Linked DNA regions of Mus musculus: all the other regions are linked to region 3. Evidence: chromatin contacts called from public HiChIP or PLAC-seq and promoter capture Hi-C data. All regions are on one chromosome and are shown on one strand. Each heading gives the region's core, a stretch centred on a gene start, on an enhancer-like site or on the middle of the called end of the contact. The rest is flanking DNA. Distances are from core to core; before and after follow the strand shown.

The links. HiChIP or PLAC-seq counts read pairs in DNA pulled down with a chosen protein or histone mark. Capture Hi-C pulls out chosen DNA fragments and counts their contacts.
Region 1: an HNF4G HiChIP or PLAC-seq map of pancreatic cancer cells shows a contact between it and region 3. The contact joins the enhancer-like site here to the promoter of Mtmr11 in region 3. A contact is called at or near these places in 1 of 115 datasets of contacts at active chromatin or transcription factors (pancreatic cancer cells) and 1 of 9 other capture datasets (adipose tissue).
Region 2: a promoter capture Hi-C map of liver shows a contact between it and region 3, with 2.7 times the contacts expected there. The contact joins the promoter of Tnfaip8l2 here to the promoter of Mtmr11 in region 3. A contact is called at or near these places in 5 of 39 promoter capture datasets (the C10 cell line, cranial neural crest, fetal liver and 2 more), 1 of 115 datasets of contacts at active chromatin or transcription factors (astrocytes) and 2 of 9 other capture datasets (adipose tissue and liver).

The regions. Positions count from the first base shown.
Region 1 is chr3:95,053,038-95,057,656 of GRCm38.p6, reverse strand. No RefSeq gene overlaps it. Among named protein-coding and RNA genes, the nearest start is that of Psmd4, 13 kb to the right of the region's middle. Within about 2 kb of position 3,021, at least 115 of the 459 cell types and tissues checked have an H3K27ac peak or open chromatin away from gene starts, as enhancers often do. A contact at or near this core is called in pancreatic cancer cells, where this site is marked.
Region 2 is chr3:95,140,250-95,144,991 of GRCm38.p6, reverse strand. It overlaps Tnfaip8l2 (tumor necrosis factor, alpha-induced protein 8-like 2), which reads left to right and starts at 2,638. Exons shown (of 2, transcript NM_027206.3): 1 at 2,638-2,677; 2 at 4,396-4,742. The coding sequence starts at 4,442. It also overlaps the pseudogene Gm9169.
Region 3 is chr3:96,160,588-96,164,854 of GRCm38.p6, reverse strand. Mtmr11 (myotubularin related protein 11) reads right to left here and starts at 2,885. Exons shown (of 17, transcript NM_181409.3): 1 at 2,597-2,885; 2 at 2,136-2,226; 3 at 1,642-1,763; 4 at 1,327-1,387; 5 at 1,045-1,187; 6 at 529-607; 7 at 287-422; 8 at 1-69. The coding sequence starts at 2,662. Otud7b (OTU domain containing 7B) reads right to left here. Exons shown (of 12, transcript NM_001025614.1): 12 at 3,726-4,267.

The DNA of each region.
Region 1 (4,619 bases), core at 1,772-4,271, 1.1 Mb after region 3:
CTGCTGTTCATCACCAAAGGAAGTCAGGACTGGAACTCAAACAGGTCAGGGAAGCAGGAGCTGATGCAGAGGCCATGGAGGGATGTTCTTTACTAGCTTGCCTCTCCTGGCTTGCTCAGCCTGCTCTCTTATAGAACCAAGACTACCAGCCCAGAGATGGTCCCACCCACAAGGGACCTTTCCCCCTTGATCACTAATTGAGAAAATGCCTTACAGCTGGATCTCATGGAGGCATTTCCCCAACTGAAGCTCCTTTCTCTGTGGTAACTCCAGCTGTGTCAAGTTGACACAAAAATAGCCAGTACAAGCTCCTTTTGCAGGGCTGGAGAGCAGACTGGTTAGGAGGACTTGCTGGATTGGTTCCTAACACAAGCAACCTCACCACCCTCTGTAACTCCAGTCCCAGAGATCTGACACACTCTTCTGGCTCTATAGATACCAGGCATGTGTGTGATGCACACATACACATGCAGGCAAACACATGAAAACATTTTTATATTTTTTTTTGTTTTTATTTTTCAAGACAACTTTTCTCTTTGTACACCTGGCTATCTTGGAACTCAGTAGACCAGGCTGGCCTCGAACTCAAGAGATTGCCTGCCTTTGCCTACCTGATTAAAAGCGTACCCCACCACCATCAAGCATTATTTAACCTATATGTATATTACAAACAGACTTAAGTGTATTTTTGTTTTGGGGTTGATTTCTTTTAAAGGTAATAGTGAATAATATGGTTTGTATGATTTTATCAGATACCCTGACTGTGTGTTTATTATCTTCCCTCCTGTGTTTCTCTCCCTTTTCCTCATTTCTCTGCTCAGATCGCTTCTACGTGCCTTGCTATTCCCTTCTGTTGCTCCCCGGATTCTCACCCACGCAGTGGTCCCTTCTTTCTTCCTGCTCTCTGAAGTTCCTCCAGGATACGTAGTCGCAGCTGAAGGTTTGGAGGTAGAAGCTTACAGTGCAACCTTTGTCTCTGTGTCTGGGTTACCTCACGCAAAAGTGACATTTTTTTAGTTCCATCTGTTTACCTGCAAAGTTGGTGATTTCACTTCACAACTAGATAGTGTTCCATAGTGCGCATGCACCACATCTTTACTGCACAGTCATCGGCTGAAGGACACTTAGGCTGTGTCCGTTTCCTAGCTGTTGTGCATAGAGCAGCATTGAACTTGGCTGCACAAGTGTCTGTGAAGTGATAGGTCTTTTGGGCGAATGCCAAGGATGCGTGTGGCTGGCCTGGTAACTGAGCAGCTGTGGAGTCTCCATTTTTTTTTTATTATTTTCTTTATATACATTTCAAATGCTGTCCTGAAAGTTCCCTATACCCTCCCCCTAAGAGCGTATCAGATCCCCTGGGACTGGAGTTATAGACAGTTGTGAGCCACCACATGGGGGCTGGGACTTGAACCCAGGTCCTCTGGAAGAGCAGTCAGTGCTCTTAACCACTGAGCCATCTCTCCAGCTCCTTCCATTTTTAAAAAAATAGTTGACAGATTTTTTTGTTTTTTTTTTTTTTTTTTTTTTTTGGGTTTTTATCGAGACAGGGTTTCTCTGTGTAGCCCTGGCTGTCCTGGAACTCACTCTGTAGACCAGGCTGGCCTCAAACTCAGAAATCCGCCTGCCTCTGCCTCCCAAGTGCTGGGATAAAAGGCATGCGCCACCACACCGATCAACAGATTTTTTTTCTCCATTTACATGGGCTCTCAGTTTATTAGTTTTGTGAGTATAAAGTTGCAGAACTGTTGGTCTGAATATTTTGATACCTAAGTTTTTTTTAAAGATTTATTTAAGGTATATAAGTACACTAGCTGTACAGATGGTTGTGAGCCTTCATTTGGTTGTTGGGAATTGAATTTAGGACTTCTGCTCACACCAGTCGGCCCTGCTCGCTCATGCCCATGGATTTATTATTTTACTTTAGTGCACTGTAGCTGTCTTAAGATGCACCAGAAGAGGGCATCAGATCTCAGTACAGATGGGTGTGAGCCACCATGTGGTTGCAGGGATTTGAACTCGGGACCTTTGGAAGAGCAGTCGGTGCTCTTAACCCACTGAGCCAACTCTCCAGGCTGATCCTTAAGATCTTAACAAATAGTTCAGTAATTGTACAAAATGCTTTGACTCAGAAGACTGAGAAGAACTCATATTAATTCCACTCTCACTTAAGGGTGCAAACCTTTTTAGTGGGAGGCCTGAGGTTTCTGAACCCCTAATTTCTATTTAAAGAAAACCCTTCTCTGAGAATTGTGTTCCCCACATTTTTTGCATGAGTTGAGGGGTCCCTCGGGTATTACAGCCAGCAGTGAAATGATCGGTGAAGAGGTGAGATTAAATACTTGATTCCGTTTGACTTCATTAAATTGGATGAAACTTCTAAAAAGTCTGATGTCAGGGGATTTATTGCCAGCATACTTAAAACAGTACAATTGGGAAAAAAGTTCCCTGATGTAACCCAGGCCCCAGGGCATAATTACTCAAAGGCAACTCAGGGTGTGTGGCTTTTCTTCCAAGAAGATAAGGTCTGGAGATAGGCTGCCTGTGCTGGTTTAGGAGGGCCTAAGGAAGGATGTGGCCTGGTCTCAGTTGTACAGATAGTGTAGAGGTCGTTTAGATTACTAGCTACCTCCAGTCCTGTTTGTAGGAGCTTGATATGGCTTGGCCGAGAGCTAACACAGATCACGGGGGTGTTAGTCATCTCTTTCCAGCCTGATGGGCAGAAAGAGATTTTACTTCTTTTCCACTGAAAAAACAACTCGGGAGCTGGGTGTGGTGGCACCTGATTTTAATCCCAGCACTCAGGAGGCAGGTGCAGGTAGATCTCTGCTTTTGAGGCCAGGCTAGTCTACAGAGCAAGATCCAGGACAATCAGAGAATAACAGAGAAACCTTGTCTCAAAGAAAGAAAACAGTCCCATGTGCTTAACATTCCTGGTTTTCCCTGGAGCTCTGTGCTCCCAACAGAGCAGCATTCCACAGCGTGCGCCCAATACTCTGGTCAGCCATTCATCTGCTGCAGGGTATTTACATTGCTTCCATTCCCCAGCTCTGGTGGGTAGAGCAGCCACGAGCAGGTCTCAGCAAGGATCTATGACGTAGGATGTCAGCGAGGCCTTTGGGCGTGTGCCAAGGGGTGATACAGCTGGGGCATATGGTGCATTTATTTTTATCTTTTTGAGAATTTTCCCTATGATTTCCATAGTGGCTGCACCAGTTTTCAATTCCACTAAAAGTGAATGAGTTCCCCTTTCCCCACACCCCCTCCAGCATTTGTTGTCTGTTGTCGTTTATTGTCTTGTTGGTCTTTGCCATTCTGATTAGAATGAAGTCTCAAACTTATTTGCTTTGCTTTTTTTTTTTTTTTTTTTTTTTTTCCTTTTGAGAACTCCATTCAGGTTCCAGGGTCATTTATTATTTTCACTCTTGGCTTTTTGAATTTTTGTATATTCTATGCATTATTCGTCTATTAAATGTATTAAATGTATACCTGACAAAGATTCTCTTCAGTTCTGTGGGATTCCTCATCACTGATTGTTTAATTAGCTATGCAGAGCTTTGTAGTTTGAGGTCCCACTTGTCAGTTGTTGATCTTAATTACTGTACATAAGGAGTTCTATTCAGAAAGCCTTTCCCTACACCTAGACCGTGCAGGGTGCTGTGTTTCCTCCCAGTAGTTTCAGTGTTTCACTGTCCACATTTAGGTCTTTGAACCACAAGGTGGTTTGAATTGAATAGAGCTGTAAATACTACCTGCCACTCACCACTAGAGGGACCCTGTGGTCAGAAGAGGTTACCCACCCATAGGATGCCTGTGGATGTTGGCCAGTTTTCCCTTCACCACTTGTTGAAGATGCTTCCCCCACCCCCCCGCAAGCATATGTCTTGCTGCCTTTGTCAAATATTAAGTGGCTGAAGCTATATGTACTCATGTTTGGGTCTTCAGTTTTGTTCCGTTGGTCTCCAAGTCTCTATTTGTGCTGATACCATGATTTTTTGGCTTGGTTTTGTTTTCCTATAGCTTTGTAATATATCTTAAGGTCTGAAATGGCAATCCCTCCAGGATTGTTCTTTTTGCTCCAGATTGTTTTGGCTATCCAGGATTTCTTGTGGTTCCATATACATTTTTTTGTTTCTTCTTTTTTTTTTTTTATTCCATATACATTTTAGGGTAGTTTTTTCCCCCCATTTCTGTGAAGAATGAGGTGGGGAGTTTGATTGGAATTGCACTGAATCTGTAATAGCTTTAGGTAGAATGGTCATTTTCACCATGCTAAAAGTTTACCACTCCGTGAGCATGGGATGCCTTTCCGTTTTCTAGTGTCTTTCTCCATCTCTTTCTGGCTTTAACTCCAAGTTTGCCTTTGAGATGGATAAAGGAAAAACCATATCCACTAGTGTATTGGATGTAGTCTAGGTATGATGATATTTCTGCTGAACCTCTGATTATAGGGTCCCTCTAGTGGTGAGTGGTGGGTAGTGCTTATAGCTCTAGTCAATATATTGCTGCAAAACAAATCTTGGGTCTGGTTCTGTTTGTTTTTAAGCATTATCCATACTGGGATGCCCTAGAACTAGGTATGTAGACCAGGCTGGCCTCAAATGTCTATGAAGTTACAGATA
Region 2 (4,742 bases), core at 1,389-3,888, 1.0 Mb after region 3:
GGTCTGTGCTCTATAAGCAGTCCTCCACTGTGCATTATAACAATAAGGTTTACTTTTAATACAAAGACTAGGTGTTTGGTAGTTAGGAGCCACTGGACTTGACAAACATCATCTTATAATTGCTCTTCGCATCTTTTTTGCTCTTCGGGTCTTCTGTGTCGTCAGGATGCTCAGCAGCATGAAGCTCTTCTGCAGACTCCTCCTTCTCAGACTCAGAGTCACTGTCCGAGTCATCTGGACTCTCAGCATCAGGGGAGTCGTCTTCATCGTCATCTCTAGCCACATCATCTTCTCCATAATGATCTTCTACCTCACTGAAGCCGAGTCCGCAGTGCCGCCGATACCGTCAGTTTGCTGTCGATGCTCTGCTGGTACTGAGACTCCAGCTCTTCATTAATTTTCTTGTCTTCTTCCCCTGTTCAGAAGTGAGATGTTGATTTGTGATCTCCTATAACAAGACGACCAGTGTGTTCTTTCTTTCCTGCACCCATAAGTCTCAAGAACTTTTGTTTTCTTTCTTCATTGCCTAAGTCTGCTGCCTCCCAATTGCTAGATCCAAGATCATCGTCAGGGGAGGCTAAACGTATCACCCCATGTGGGTGAGACTCCCGGGCAGCACTCATCGTAGCTGGGATCCCGACGGGGATATGCCAAACACACTCGCAGTTCTCCTCAAACGTGACACCAGCAGCCCTCACCCAGCCACCGGACCAAGCAGTGCCACTCCAGAACGCAGAGCCCCCTCCGAGTTCTCATTTCCATGGACTTTTAAGAAAAAAAGTTTAGCAGGAAGATGATGGCACACACCTTTAATCCTAGCACTCAGGAGGCAGAGGCTAGCTTGGTCTACAGAGCGAGTTCCAGGAGATAGGTTCTCTCAATGGCTCATTACTTACTAAGTACTAAAACTGACCTTGAATTCACAGAGACCTGCCTTCCTCTACCTCCCCAATGCTGGGTCTAAAAGTGTGCACCCCCACATACAGGTGCGGTGCTTTATTTTATTTTGGTTGATGGCTAATATGGGAGGGACCAGATCACTGTGGGCACGTGGGCTGGTGGTCCTGGGTGCCATATGAAAAGAAGCTGAGAAAGTAATGTGATAAACATTGTCTTCTATGACCTTTGCACCAATTCCTGCCCTGACTTCCTTCAATGATGGATTATAATACGGAAGTGTAAGCAAAATAAACCCTTTCCTCCCCAAGAATGGTGGTTCATCATGGCAATAGAAACTCTGAGACAGGCCAGTGAAACTATGCCTCAAAGAAAGTGAACCAGACCAGGTTCCTGAAGATGACATCAGAAATTGTTCTCTGAAGCCCGGCGTGGTGGCACACACCTTTAATCCCAGCCCTTGGGAGGCAGAGGCAGGCAGATTTCTGAGTTTGAGGCCAGCCTAGTCTACAGAGTGAGTTCCAGGACAGTAGGACAGTCAGGGCTATACAGAGAAACCCTGTCTCAAAAAACCGAAAGAAAGAAAGAAAGAAAGAGAGAGAGAAATAAATAAATAAATAAATTGTTCTCTGGTCTACACACATGCACACACTAAATATGTTTTTAAAGACTTTTATTGTTTGTATGTATGTGTATTCTACATGTGTGTAGGTATCCAAGGAGACCAGAAGGTATTAGATCCACTGGAACTAACTAGTGGTTATGAACCACCAGATATAGGTGCTGGGAATAAAAGTCAGAACATCTGGAAGATCAGTGAGTCACTGAGCCATGGAGTCGCTGACTCCAGTCTCTGGAAGCCCCCAAATCAGTTTTTAAATCCCTGAATCCTAAGGCCTTTTTTTGGGTTCTCAATCTGTGCTGAAGAAAGCTATATAATTCACTCCTTTAAAGATTTGTGTGTCTGTGTGTGCCCAAGTGTATGTTCATGTACTGATTTATTCAGGTGACTCTGGAGGCCAGAAGAGAACACTGGAATTCCTGGAGCTGGAGTTGTGGGTGGTTTTTCCAAGACAAGAATTTTACTATGCAGCCCTGGCTGGCCTGGAGCTCACTCTGTAGACCAGGCTGGCCTTGAACTCAAAGATTGGATTGTCTCTGCCTCCAGAATGCTGGGATTAAAGGTGTAGTTTTGCCTCATTGGAGTCTACCCTCATTTATCAGGCCCTTTAAAGCTATTAAGCTCTGTACTCCAGCGTTTTGGCTCGATGCTGACACCTGCTGGTCACGCATGGCTCAGCAGCCCTAACCTTGGCACCTACCTCCTGCCTGCTCTGGCTGGGGCAGTCTGTGCCAATCTTACCTTCTAGGGCCTGAAGATGCTTGTATAATGCTGTTCTACTACACCACTCGATGATCTTTCAGTACTTCCCTCACTGTCTCTCACATTAAAATCTGGACTCTGCACGGTTTTCAGTACCACAAAAATATTAGGCAGCAAGAAAGAAGCAGACCTTTTATTAGGTGGAGGTGTGTAAATCCGTCCTTGCCACTTCAGAGTTGGTGCTTCCTACAGAATTCCATTCCTTTTGACCTTTGTCTTATTTCTAGGTGGCTCTTGGGACACTGGACTTCTTGGTGACAGTGATGATGAACCGGAGGTGGAGAGTAGATAGGCGGGGCCTGGGGTGGGGCTAGACCAAAGGGCCTCTTAGGAGCTTCTCCATTCTGTGAGCTCTCAGAAACATCCAAGGCCAGACTGGCACCCAGCACACGGCAGGTGAGAGTCTGGCAATGACAGAGGGTGGGTTTCGGGGTGACACTGACAGGATATCCTGACCCTTTCACCTTCACCTTTCTTTCTGTCTTGTGAAACTCTCGCTTGTAGAATTCTTGGGTCTCCCCCTCTCTCCCCAGAACCATTTTAGTGTATTTAGTGGATGGGGCAAGGCTGTCTGAGAGTGAGACCTGGCTTGGGATGGTGGCTGAGTCTAGAGCTGAGGGACAGAGATGCACATGGGGTAACGACTAGAGATTTAGAGATCTACAGTATCTTCGGACATGGAAGTACAGTGACGCAAAGTGAAAGAAACCTTTGCTAGGCTAGAGATTCATGAGGGTCACGTAGAGGCTGGGACAAAAAGAGCGAGTGACATAGCTACCCTGGGAGGACTGGGGACCTAGTTGGAGATGGCAAAGGGAGCAATAGAGAGCTGGGTAAGAGGAGGGCAGGTAGGGAAGGAAAGCGGGCCCCTATAGAAAAATCATCTCCAGTGTGAAAGATCCACAGGGCAAGGCAGAAACAAATCAAGATGGCAGGTTCCCATTGGAGTGATTCGGCTGCCGGAGAGAGCCCCCTGGCTGTCCTCCCTCTGAGAGGACTCCTATTTTCATTTGAGGGAGAGGGTGAGGTTGCTCCTTCATTGCGGTCACAGCCACATCCTGCAGAGCCGGGGAGGGGGAAGTAAGAAGCAAAACAACCAGAAGAAGCACAGTCAAGGCCCATGGTGAGAAGACCCTGTCCGTAGGCACAGGATATACCACCAAGAAGGCCTCGCTCTGCTCAGCCTAGCCAGCCTGAGACCACTACCTGCTGCCGCAGCCACCCTTCAAAAGAGCGCCCTCCTTGTTGGAGGGCGAATGTGGAGGGGTTATTTGACTTGTAGCCTATTTTTTCTCATAATTTGTGTCTGTTATTTATTATGTATATGTGTGAGTAGAGGCCAGAGGTGTTGGGTCTCCCTGGAGCTAAAGTTATAGGTGACTGTGAGCATCTGTTGTCTGAGAGTGTTGTCCCACTCCTTGAAGCCTGTTTTCATACTTACTAGGCCAAGTTGCTTAAGATCTCTTAGCTTTGCCCAGAGGTGGTGGCACATGCCTTTAATCCCATCACTTAGGAGGCAGAGGCAGGCAGATCTCAGTTCAAGGCCACCCTGGTCTACAGAGCGAGTTCTAGGACAGCCAGGGTTATACAGAGAAACTTTTGTCTTGAAAAAACAAAAACAACAAAAAAGAGTCCTTCAGTCTGAGATTTCTCTCTGTAAAACAGGGCTTGTCACCCATATGAAGTTGGTAAACCAAGACAGTTAATATCAAACACTTGGCACACAGTAGGTTCTTTAAAAAAAAAAAAGCCAAGTGTTCTATTTAAGATTCTGGAGACCCTATATCTCTCACTTCTTTTAAGACTTTATGGTACCCCCACTGACATGAGCTTTGGATCTCAAGCCTGGAAACAGAGGGGCGCTGTGCAAATTCCCTGTCGGTCGGCCGCCGCATAGCCCACTGCCCTGACTCCAGCCATGCCCACACTCCTCCAGCCAGGCTCTCCCTGCTCCTCGCGGCTGTTTTGGAGACACAAATGTCTTGTTTACAGCACGGAAGGGAAAAAGCAGAAGCAAAGCCTACAGGATGGAGGGGCCCAGGGGAGTGGGAAGACAAAGCAGGCAGAGCGGTGAAGATGAGGAAAAGCCATTTCTCTCCTTTTCTCTCATTTAGCCGGTTGCCTCTTCCAGTGACTGATCACACACCGACCGCAAGCACCATGGAGTCCTTCAGCTCAAAGAGTCTGGCACTACAAGCGGAGAAGAAGCTGCTGAGTAAAATGGCTGGTCGGTCCGTGGCGCATCTCTTTATCGACGAGACCAGCAGCGAGGTGCTAGACGAGCTTTACCGCGTGTCCAAAGAATACACGCACAGCCGGCCCAAGGCACAGCGGGTGATCAAAGACCTCATCAAGGTAGCGGTTAAAGTGGCTGTGCTGCACCGCAGTGGCTGCTTTGGCCCTGGGGAGCTGGCTCTGGCTACACGATTTCGTCAGAAGCTACGGCAGGGCGCCATGACCG
Region 3 (4,267 bases), core at 1,636-4,135:
AAATGTGCAAATGCTCTTCTGACTTCACTGTCCAGAATTCGATTAGGGACCCAGAAGTAACCTGAAAGACTGCAAAACGAAGAGTGAAGTCACAGCCTTTCAGTGACCTGTGCTAAGAAAGCAGTTCTAACAAGGATGTTACTTTGGAAAGACCACTCCAAGAGATCTTGGGTTTTGAAACCAGCAGTGTCAGAGTCTGGAGTTTATGGGAAGTACTGGCTTGGAGGATCAAGGACCTCTGGGAAGATTGGGAGAGCTGCAGGAGAAGGGCAGATTGAGCCATCACCTGGTAGCTACATCGAACCTCTCATTGACCGTGCTAACCCTCCAGCCTCTGGCCCCTTGCTTCTTGCACTCTGTTTCCCAGTCTTCTAAAGTCTCCAAGAGAGGAATGGGTGGCTTTCTAGAGCCAGAAACCTTGCCTGGAGAAAGAGTGAGAAACAGAGGAAGAAGAAATATTTTGTCTAACTAGCCCCTTCCATTTCAAACTTGTTTCCCATTTCCTTGACCTAAAGCATCGTCGCTTACCAACTTTGCTCAGGGTTATTCCTCTATACTGCTGGACTTGACTGCTCTGAGCTCTGGCTTGAATGATGGCCATGGTTACCTGGGGAGGAGAGCATATCCTATCCTTTAGCCTCAGACTGAAGATGTAAAAAGGTTGAAATAGAGCATGTGTTTCTCTACCTTTACCACCAATATTGAAGAGCAGCTAAAACGGACGATAGAGAAGGGGACCTCCACAAGTGGTAGGTGCTGTGGCCAAAGGAACAAATCTAAAACCACAGACTCATAGAATATTAAGTTGGGAATTAATTAGGACTATTATCCAACTCTCCCCATTTTGCAGAGGTAAAAACCCATAGTTAACTGCTGCTCATAACTAACAGAGCCAGACTATAGAGTTCAGGCTCCTCCCCCTCATGAGACTGTCACTCTTCTCCTTAAGTGGAGTGGCGTGGGAAAAGGTGAGAGACCCTGGCGCATGGAGGGTACCCTGAGGTTTCTAGGTGAGAAGGGTTTTTCTAGGTAAAGGGTTCTTACCTGGAAGGCCTGAGGTGCCAGCCCTCCAGCCTCAAAACCAACTCGAAGCAGCCGGAAGTCCCGGCCATGAAGCAGAAGCTCTTCAGGAATGAACTTAAGCTGAGACCCAGGACGGAGAAGCTGCACTCTTGACAAGCCGCTCACTGAAGTCGAGGGTTAGCGTAGAGTGACCGTGGGATCTTCTGGGAGCATTTCCTCCACTCCACCCTGCCCCAGCCCTCAGTCTTCTGAGAACAGAAGGTAGAGACTCAAATGCCCCTTTTACCAAACCCTCAAACTTACCAGCCTCTAATCGACCAATGTTGATCAAGGCAAAATCATTTTCACTACTCAGAGGAGTATCCTAAAGGAAGCACAAGACTGATGCTACAGACATGACAGCCATCCCTGTCTTGCCTTGCTGCCTCCGCCCCTCCCCCGTAGAAGGCAGCTTCCATAGAAATAATTCTACCATTTACTGATACATTCACAAGAAAAACAGAGCATTGCTATGTAGCCTAGGTTAGCCTGGAACTCTCATGGTCTTCCATCTCAACGCCCCACCCCCCAACTGCTGGGACACCGCACCAAGCTTTTCTATTACACTAATCACCTCACCTGCTTTCGCTGCCATCCACAAGGCTGGAAGGTTACCCTAAAGTTAGTGCAGATCAGAGTTCCAGGCAGGTCTAGTCCTGGCCCTTTCCTTCGTCCTGGTGCCCATGCTAGGATATGCTCCCCTAAAAGGGAGAAAGAGAAGCAAAGGTCTAACTATCCCCAATGCTGCCCCACACTTCTATGTGGCTACTCGTCTATCCTTAGATGTAAAATTGAAGGAAAAGAATAGACTTTTTTTTTTAACTTCTAAAACCCTGCATAGAACGTGGCACATATACACTCACTGGTCTTTGGATAGTTAATAAGAAAAGTGGTAGCCGGGGTGAGAAAGCAGAATGAACAATGTCCAGGCCTTCCACAAGCTCTGAGGAAGGAGGCAGGAGAATGAGTCTCAGAAACACTTCGAGGAAAGGAATAGGGAGTATCTTTGGTGAAAACAAAAAAGGATGGGGTAGGAAGACTTTTAAAGGAATCTAGAGAGGTCATTTTATTACCTGGGAGACAACCAGAGGCCAGGCAGCTGCCAAGCTGATGACTGCTGGGCTCCGGCATCCTGTTCCCTGGGTTAGACTTCGGTCCAGAGAGCTGAGCAGGGGAGAGAGTTAATCTGGGACCCCCTAAACTCAGAATCTGGGATTTCTCCAGTAGCTGCCTTTGGAGACCCGCATTGAGTTCATTTGTTCGGGTTCTTCCCCCCCCCCCCCCCCCCCTTCTCTGCTCTGCTCTCCTCTCCTCTCAGGGAAATTGAGATCACTGACTGCGGCTGGCAGACAAGACAAGGAGGGGCTGGTTAATGGATAATGAGACAACTCGAGACTGAAAAAGGCAGACGAGCTCCATAACAGTTGATAAAACAGATACACCCTCCTCCTCTGAATCCTTTCCTTCCCCTTTAATTTCCACAGCATCCCATTCACACTCTCTTGTTAGCTACCCTCCCATTCCTTTTCCTTACCCCCATCTCTGGCTCCTCCTTCTGGGGGGCAATGTTGAAACTCTGGCCCCGGCCCCCCCACCACATTTCCCTGGCTCCATCCGGGAGTAGAGCAGCTAAGGGTGGGAGTCCTCAAAGATGCTGGCTCTTTTTGGGGAGAGGCTAAATCCTAGAGGTGGGGAGAAAGAGGCTGGGGAGGACGCAGCGGTAGCGGCATTTCGGATACCAGGAGCACAGTTCCAGGGGTCTTATTTGAAAGGTGTGTCCTGCCCAGACAGGGGAGGCTCTTTGGAAACTTCGGTGACTCTAAGAGAACAGGCAAGATGCCCAGCCCCTTAAAGGAGAATACGCAATTTTTTTTTTCAAAGTAGAAAGGAAATGGAGGAGCTTAAGAAAGATGGGAGGAATGGGGGAACTGGGGATACCCAGATTCCCTTAACCCACATCCACATTTTAGTCTCTTTCTGTTCGTGAATATTAGTGGGTGTGACGAGGGGAGCAGTAGTTAAATGAAAACATTTTGGGCTAGCTCTCTATACTTTTTCAATGAGAGATGAAACACTAGGAAACTCAGTTATTTTGGTTTCGTTTATTCATGGGTTTTGTGATTTTGTTCATTTTCAGCCTCCTCTGACAACCTAACGGGTTGAGAAGGGGACATAAAGGGAACTGAACCTTGTGTCCTTTTCTGGAGAGCGTGACAGGCCCAGGGGCAGAATGGAGTGGACGGAAATTGGTGTGTCTGGGATGCAGACACAGCACAGGTATTTTGGTGTGCAAATCTCGGCAGTGGGGCGGGAGCTAGAAAACCCAGAAAAAGATCGTGGTATATCTAAACCAGCCTTTGCGCCCGGCGAGCGCACCTCCCCACTCCCGCAGCCACCTATTCCTATGGAAAGCCCAGCCCCAGGTACATGACTCCGCCCCTCCAACCCAGTCACCAGATCTCCTAATGAATGATTCATGTTCTGGACTTTGAAAGCTAAGGACTGGAAAACTCTTTTCAGCTCCAGGATCACATTTCCCCCTCCTTCCCTGCTGAATTTAAAAAGCAAAGATGGGGCTGTAGGGCACTGAACAGAGATGCTAAGGAGGGCAGCTTGAGGGCAGCATGTTTCAACACGGAGAAGACAGGAAATGAAATACAAAATAGGTGTTAATGAGCTGCTGTTTTATTGTTTTTGAGTCTGTACAGAGGCAGCAATCCTTAGGTGGGGGCCGTGACATTCAACACTCCCTTCCCCACAGCACACATCCTTCCAGCCTCAGCTTCCAAAGTTCTCTTTGTTGGCTGCAACTGTGGAAATAGTGAACTAGCATGAGCAGAGACTGGAACAAACAGGTATGTACTTGCTAGCAAGCTGGTCTAGACGCCTGATTGTAGAAGTCCTAAAGACTGCTGGTCACCACCACCCCACCACACACCTCAATGCTTCTGGAATAAAGTATGTAGTAAGGAACAGCTTAGGAACAGGTGTGCCAAAATCCCATGACCTACTTTTCTTCTCCCCACCACTTTCCTCCGAAAGCCTCATTCTGTTCTTTAATATCTTGAGGTATGGGAACAGCAGAATATAGAGGGAATGGTCAGGACGGAGAGAAGTGATGTGATCATCGCCTAACCAGAAGCACAAAGGGGCTGCAGTTGAGGATTAGGTTAACAGGAAGACTCTCACCACCTGCAGCACAAAT